2 separate regions of the Mus musculus genome follow, and region 1 is linked to region 2. The links are chromatin contacts, called in public Hi-C maps. All regions are on one chromosome and are shown on one strand. Each heading gives the region's core, a stretch centred on a gene start, on an enhancer-like site or on the middle of the called end of the contact. The rest is flanking DNA. Distances are from core to core; before and after follow the strand shown.

Evidence for each region. A called contact is a pair of places that touch in the nucleus more often than the background predicts.
Region 1: a contact with region 2 is called in a Hi-C map of cerebral cortex, with 1.5 times the contacts expected there. The contact joins two enhancer-like sites. A contact is called at or near these places in 3 of 484 Hi-C or Micro-C datasets (cerebral cortex and nephron progenitors) and 3 of 115 datasets of contacts at active chromatin or transcription factors (hepatocytes, liver and neural progenitor cells).

The regions. Positions count from the first base shown.
Region 1 is chr13:36,576,745-36,579,949 of GRCm38.p6, reverse strand. No RefSeq gene overlaps it. Among named protein-coding and RNA genes, the nearest start is that of Gm46409, 35 kb to the left of the region's middle. Within about 2 kb of position 1,784, at least 187 of the 459 cell types and tissues checked have an H3K27ac peak or open chromatin away from gene starts, as enhancers often do. A contact at or near this core is called in cerebral cortex and hepatocytes, where this site is marked.
Region 2 is chr13:36,443,076-36,446,647 of GRCm38.p6, reverse strand. All of the region lies in intron 6 of Fars2 (phenylalanine-tRNA synthetase 2 (mitochondrial)), which reads right to left. Among named protein-coding and RNA genes, the nearest start is that of Gm46409, 170 kb to the left of the region's middle. Within about 2 kb of position 1,762, at least 8 of the 459 cell types and tissues checked have an H3K27ac peak or open chromatin away from gene starts, as enhancers often do. A contact at or near this core is called in cerebral cortex and hepatocytes, where this site is marked.

The DNA.
Region 1 (3,205 bases), core at 535-3,034, 130 kb before region 2:
AAACCTAAGCCCTTTGGCATAGCATGAAAACCTATGCAGTTGCCAAAGATGGATAAACGGCTCCTGTCATGCAGTCTAGACACAAACACCACGGCAATGACTGAGCTTGTGTCAGTATTGTATCTGGGTATCTAGGGCCATACAGAGTGCCACTGGCTAGTACAGCTTAGACAACAGAAATATTTTCCTCCTTTGCAGAGGACTAGAAGTCAAGAGGCCAGAGCAGAGCCAGTTGGTTTCTCAGAGACCTCTCCCATCAGCTAGCTGACTCTGCCCATGTAACACACCTAACCACCCCACCTCCATTCCATTCCATTCCATCCCACCCCACCCCACCCCACCCCCCACACACCCCAGTGCTGCTGTGTGTCTCTAGGTCTCCTGACAGATTTGTTGAAATAGTCACATTCTGGGATCCTGAGGGTCAGAGGGAATATGATTCAGCTATGGTGTTTCCCTCACGTTCAATTAAGATAATTCTGTAGTGTTTCTCCCTCCACAGGGTAAATGAGTGGGCCTAGTCCAGTCAGTTGGGACCATTAAAAAATGCAGGGAAACCCTGCCTGCCAACTCCTGAGTAGTTCCATTAACCCTTCGCTGAGTACACAGATTTCAGAAGTGCCAGCCCCACAATAACATAACTAGTTCCCTGTGGCAAACAGACACACACACACACACACACACACACACACACACACTCGTTTTCCCTGACTTTATTTTTGTTGTGATTTGGCGAGGGGGGGCGGGGGAGGCGGTAACAAGGTCTCATTTTGTTGGTCTTGAACCCACAGCAGTCCTCCTGACTCAGCCTCTGGAAGGCTGGGATTATAGCAGACATCTGCCAGAAAGCCCTTGGCTGCCAAGTTAGTCTTATCTAGTAACGAGGGAACTGGGAATGCAGCCCTCATTCCAGAAACAATATGCCCAGCACAATTCAGAGATGGTGGTTAAAGTAACGCTAAAAAGCGGACAGGAAACGCACCCAGCCACAACACAACGATGGGCGCAGGGACCAAGTCCTGCCGCTCTGCAGTCCTTGGAAGTCCTGGGCTCTGCAGGCCGCCTCCCCAATGCAGAGAAGCCCAGCGCCACGCGTCCCCGCAGCCTCCACTGGTGAGCGCGGACTCCGCTGCCATCCTGCGGCTGTCTAAGGCTCGCTGGGCCGCGCGCAAATACCCAGAGCTCCCGGCTGGAGGCCAGGGGCGCGCGCCGGGCATCTTGGGGCGCGCACACAGAGCTGCCCGCACGGACTCCGCACCGCGTGGAGGGGCGGGAAGCCGCATCTCCTCAGGGCAGGCCGGCCAATGGGCGGTCTCGCTGATGCTGTAATGCTCCAACTCTGCCTTTCATTGGCCAGCTCTTCTCTGGGCTCTAACTAGTTAGTTTTTGGTTTTGAAGGTATTTTTTTGTTTGTTTGGTTTGGTTTGTTTGTTTTCTCTCCAGAAATTCAAATAAGAGGAGACAAAATCCAAAGCAAAACCGGGAGTCCCTGAGCCCTGATCTTGGGGACATAAGGAGACACCTCTACAGAGCCTTCTTGGCCTGACAAGGCCCAGGTATCTGCCAGGCTTTAAGGTCAGCAGACATAGAGTGGTTGTTGTTCATGTTTCTTACTGCCTGATGGGTCAGAGCCAAGGGTACTGGGACAGACTGGCAAGAGGGACGCACAGATTTGCAGGGAGCTGTGAGTGCCAAACTTGGCTGATCTCTGAACCGTTTATTGCCAGAGTGTATCATAGACCCAGTGTCCCATGGATCACACTCTAGAGAATGCTCTCGGAAGGACTGGGCTCTGCAGTCCTCAGTTCTCAGTTCAGCCGTGTAGGCCTTCAGACCAGGTTTCCCAGGCACCCCTATGTCAGAGCATAACCTGACTGTGACATAACCAAGCTGCCGTTTGTTTACCCACTCCCCAAACCCTACTTAACTGCAGGTTGGCCTTTAAACCATTACCGGTGCCTCCCATCCTCCTCTTTGCACCAGGTTTCTGGCTCAGGTGGTCAGATTCCAGCCAGCCAAGCTTTCAGAACCAGAGATGACAGGTCCTGGACACAATTCTGCCCAAAGTGACCCCTGGGAGGACCAAGAGACAGAGAAATAAGCGAGTGTGCTTGGTAGAGGACTCAAGTGATGCCAACTATGGTGACATCTCTTAAAAAGGGAATGACAGTCTGTTGAGAGGATCAAAGTAAAAGAGGAGACTTGACAGCAGTGAGGACGAGGCTGGAAGTACAAAGGCCAAGGCAGTGTGGGCTTGTTAAAGTAGCCATTGCCCAGGGAGGGGTCTGGGGATGCCTCTCATCCCAGGGCATTGCTCTGGGCTCTGAAAGTCAAACTCAGTCTCTTGGGAAGGAAATGAGTGTCCTCAGCCTTGGTCAGCATACATCCTGGCTACAGCCAGTTCTTGCTCCGTGCCCCCCTATGCCCACACTCACACCCCAGATGCAGCTTCCACCACCTCCCCACCCCCACCCCAGATGTGGCTTCCACACTCTGCTTGCAACCATTCAGGGAGCATTGTTTAGGCCAGTACCATATAACCAGAAGTCAGCAAGACCTTTAGAACCAAGCAGGAAGATGCAGCTTGCACGGGAGTGGGGCAGGGGTGTCCTTGAGGCTGGGCCACACAGGGCTAGAATGGCGAGAAGAGTCTAGAGGACAAGATGAAGCAGAGACAAGATGAAAGAGAAGGAGCATTCCTTGATGCGGTCCCAGTACCTTTGGGTATTAGGAGCCCTTCATTCTGGTCCCAGCTCCCCTATTTTTACTGGGGTGACCTTGGGCCAGTCATCTCAGCTGTGGCCTAGTTTCTTTACTTATAAAACAGTAGGGGAGGGGCTAAAATGGTTAAAGGCCCCTCCTCTTCAGCCTCAGTAGCATCCTCTTTTGGGGGAGGTCCTCTTAGCTACTACAGCTGGCACCACTGTTGAGAGGCTGGGCAGATGGCTGCAGATGACACAGTCATGCTCAGGGGTGGGGTGGGAGTGCTGACACCCAGGGATGACTCAAAGATGGTGCAGCACGAAGCCCTCTCCCTCTTCATCTTTGCATATACTGCTCGCTGAGACCCCAGGACCCAGTGACTAATGTGACTGTCTCCTTGAACGGCATCGGATGGTCCAGCAGCAGCCTCTGCAGGCTCCACCTCTCTCTCTCTCTCTCTCTCTCTCTCTCTCTCTCTCTCTCTCTCTCTCTCTCTGCTGGC
Region 2 (3,572 bases), core at 513-3,012:
AGAGCAGACCCATGTAGATCTGCAGAGAGCACAACCATGCATCTCTCATGTATACTGATGCAGTGCCTGTTCTGACGAAGCTCGCTGGTGCCCAGAGGGCAAACATGACTGAGGTGAGGGTTCCATCCATCTCATGACTGAGAACCAAGCGCAATCCACTGTCCACTCATTCATACTTAGTCATGGCTTCTAGGCCACTCTGTGCTGCTGACAAGATGCTCTGATGAATCAATAGGCAGATTCAGCACTGAGATAGAAATCTGCAGGGAACTGTTGGAACAAGAGGGAGCATCCGTACTTCCCAGGCATGGGAGTGTAAAGGAAGCCCTTACTCCTGACCTGCCCCTGGCCCCTAGGACAGCCTTGGCTGCTAGGAGGACATTTCCTCTATGGGACAGAAGGAAGGGTCCACTAGATTATCAGCCACTCAGATGGTCTCTGATCCAACCCCCTTTCTGTTCTTCCTATGTAATCGATTTCCACTTACAACATAAAATTAGCATAGAGATGAAAAGTATTCCAGAGAACTCAAGAGTGAACTGACATAGGAGACATAGAAAGTTTTCCATTTCTAAAATGAAACAAAACAAAACAAACAAACAAATCCTTTTCTTTGAAACTCCACATCTGCCACTTATTTTGTGTTGAGTTCTCAGTGAAGTTGTCAACAAACAGCTACACTGGGAAGGATGAAGAGGAGGACTGGGGTGGGGTTGGAGGAGGGATGAAGGGATGAGGGCAATGGGATGAAGTAGGATGACTAAGAGGAAAGGAGGGGCAAGGGCAGAGGAGGAGGGGTTGGGGAGGAAGGAGCTGAGGAGGCCAGATGGGGAGGGTGAGGAAGAGAGTCAGGGAGGAAGGAGCTGAGAAGGATGGATGGGGGGTGAGGAAGAGGAGTCAGGGGAGGAGGGAGCTAAGGAGGATGGATAGGGAAGGGTGAGGAGGTAGAGAAGGATGCTAGAGGGGAATAGAAAATGGGTACAAAGGAGGAGGGCTGGGGTGGGGAGTGAAGGCAGAGTAGGGCTGAGGGAAAAAAGAAGGGATGTGGTGGAGGAGGAGGAAGGAAGGAAGGAAGGAAGGAAGGAAGGAAGGAAGGAGGAGTGGGTGATACAGGGGGAGGGGGAGAGGAAGGAGGAACGGACAGAGGAGAAGGGCCTATGTGGAAAGCCAGTTTGGGATGAAAGAGGAAGGGATGAGGGGAGGTAAGGATGAGGCTACAGAACAGGGCTGGAGGGGAGGAGTGGCAGTAGAGGAAGCCGGATATAGGGGGAGGAGGGCTGGGCAGAACAGGGAGGCCAAGAGGAGGAAGGACGGGGAGAGGAGGGCTTCAGGGAGGGGAGGGGTAAGAAGGGCTGAGGAGGGCAGGGATGAGGGAAGCTGGACTGACAAGGACTGAGAGACTTATGGGGAGTTGCCAAAGAGGGAGGGAGCTCTAGAGGGCAGAGAGGGATGGGGGCTCAGGATAGGAAATATGGGCTGTGACAGGTCCATCTACAGCGGATAGTGAAGTGCTCACTGGCATGCACATGGTGGAGGCAGTCCATCCTCCCGAGTAAACAGGTACAAACCAGCTCTGGAAAAGCTGTCTGGATGTTTGCTGGGTGGGACCTGCTCCAGTTTGGCTCTATGTCTGGCTTTGGCTTTCCTGAAATCATTTCAAAGACATCTTCACTGCTCTTTGGCCAGGATTTCTCAGCTCTGGGCTGGGAGGAGTGACAGGTGTGCCCTTGCTTGCACCAGCTTCTGTGTCTTCACAGGGTTTCCCACAGTCCTCCTCTTGGCTATTTTAAGCTCTTCAGTTCTTCCCACCCTTTCTTCAGTGGATTGCTTTTGCTTTCAGGGGAAAATATTCCCCAAGTTACCACTGATAAAAGAGTCTACTGAAGGCTGGCTTTGGGATGGCTGGGAGGTAGGCCTGCCCAGGGCCAGTGTCAGGCCCTTCCAATTAGGGAAGAACAGGGTAGCTTTGAACAATGTCACATTCCCATGTTAAAGGATTCCTCTCCATATACAAACATGCTATAGAAATTCAAACATTTTATTCCATTGTTAAATGGGTTAAAGGGCTAAAACACAGGTACTTTTATCAGTGCCAGGGTGGCTAAAAATGCTTCTAGCATCAAAGGGGTGTGTGTGTGTGTGTGTGTGTGTGAGAGAGAGAGAGAGAGAGAGAGAGAGAGAGAGAGAGAGAGAGAGAGAGAATGTGTGTTTGTGTAATTTAAAGGACTAGACACTGGTTGTTGCATAGTTGGTAGATAATACACAAACTCCCATATACTATAAACTCTTACTGTGAACTCTAAACGTAAATTGTGAAAAACAAGGACCAAAGTAATTAATTACCTTTCAGAGCTCTTTGTATCAAACCAAGGAGCATCTTAAATGAAAAGGTCAACAAGTGTCAGAAAGGACAATGGGAGACTGGGAAGCCCCAGCACTGTATCTGAGCTGAGACAGAGGAGATGCTGATGGAAGCCCCAGCACTGTATCTGAGCTGAGACAGAGGAGATGCTGATGGAAGCCCCAGCACTGTATCTGAGCTGAGACAGAGGAGATGCTGACGTGCTCACTGAGCTTCCGGTCTGCTCTATGAGCTCCATGAGAATGAACTCATCTGATCCTATGGCCCCCAGGTGAGTGGACAAGTATTCTGTGTACTTTACAGAGAAGAAAACTGGATGACATTACACACTCTCCAGCCACTGCCTGCCCAACATCCAAACCCTGAACATGTGACTGGAGGGTCATGCATTAATTGCTTCTCAGCCAAGGGCTTCAAACATGACCCCTCTGCATCACTTTCTTAAATATGAAACTCTGACAATCAAAGGAAAATTACATTTATAACACCTGAGTGAAACACACATTCTTGCTCCTGCATTAGTCAAAAGCCAGCTAAGGGGTGTGACCTTGGACAGCAATGCCTCCTTCCAGGGCAGGGTGATGACTTCCATATGTAGGGCAACCACAACTTTGGAAGGGGACGCAGTGCATGGTCACTTCCATAATTCAGTTTGAATGGAAGGGACCCACAGCACTGGGGTGTTAGAATAGTCTTTATCTCCTGAGCTGCTGTCACTCACATTCTGCAATGGTGAATGAACCAAGCATCCGAACAGCAAGAAAGGTGCTCTGGGCAATGTGTTGGAAGGACAGGGAAAGTAGAAGAGGGTAAAGGCCCAGAACAGAATGACAGCTGCCAGAGATGCACAGTGGACAAAAGCATGCAGTGGAAATGGACGGATAATCCACGTAAGAGATCAGGGAAACTTAGAGTGGCCTACAGCCATGTCCAAGTTAAGTCCAAGGAGGAGAAATCACAGTAATGTCCCAAGGGACACCATGGAGGGATCTGTGCTAGAAGACCTGGAAGGGCAGATGGGAGGCCCACCCTCGTCACAAGCTCACCCCACTTTTCCAAGTGCTCGCCAACCATTTCAGATAGTCTCCAGTGCCTCCAGGCTCTCCGTGTCCTACTGTGGCCACACCTCTCACCTGTTAGTGTTGGAGAGTCCCTGCAGGCACTACAGATTAAAAACCAAGCGACCAGGTGGGATCTCCATCACTGCCCA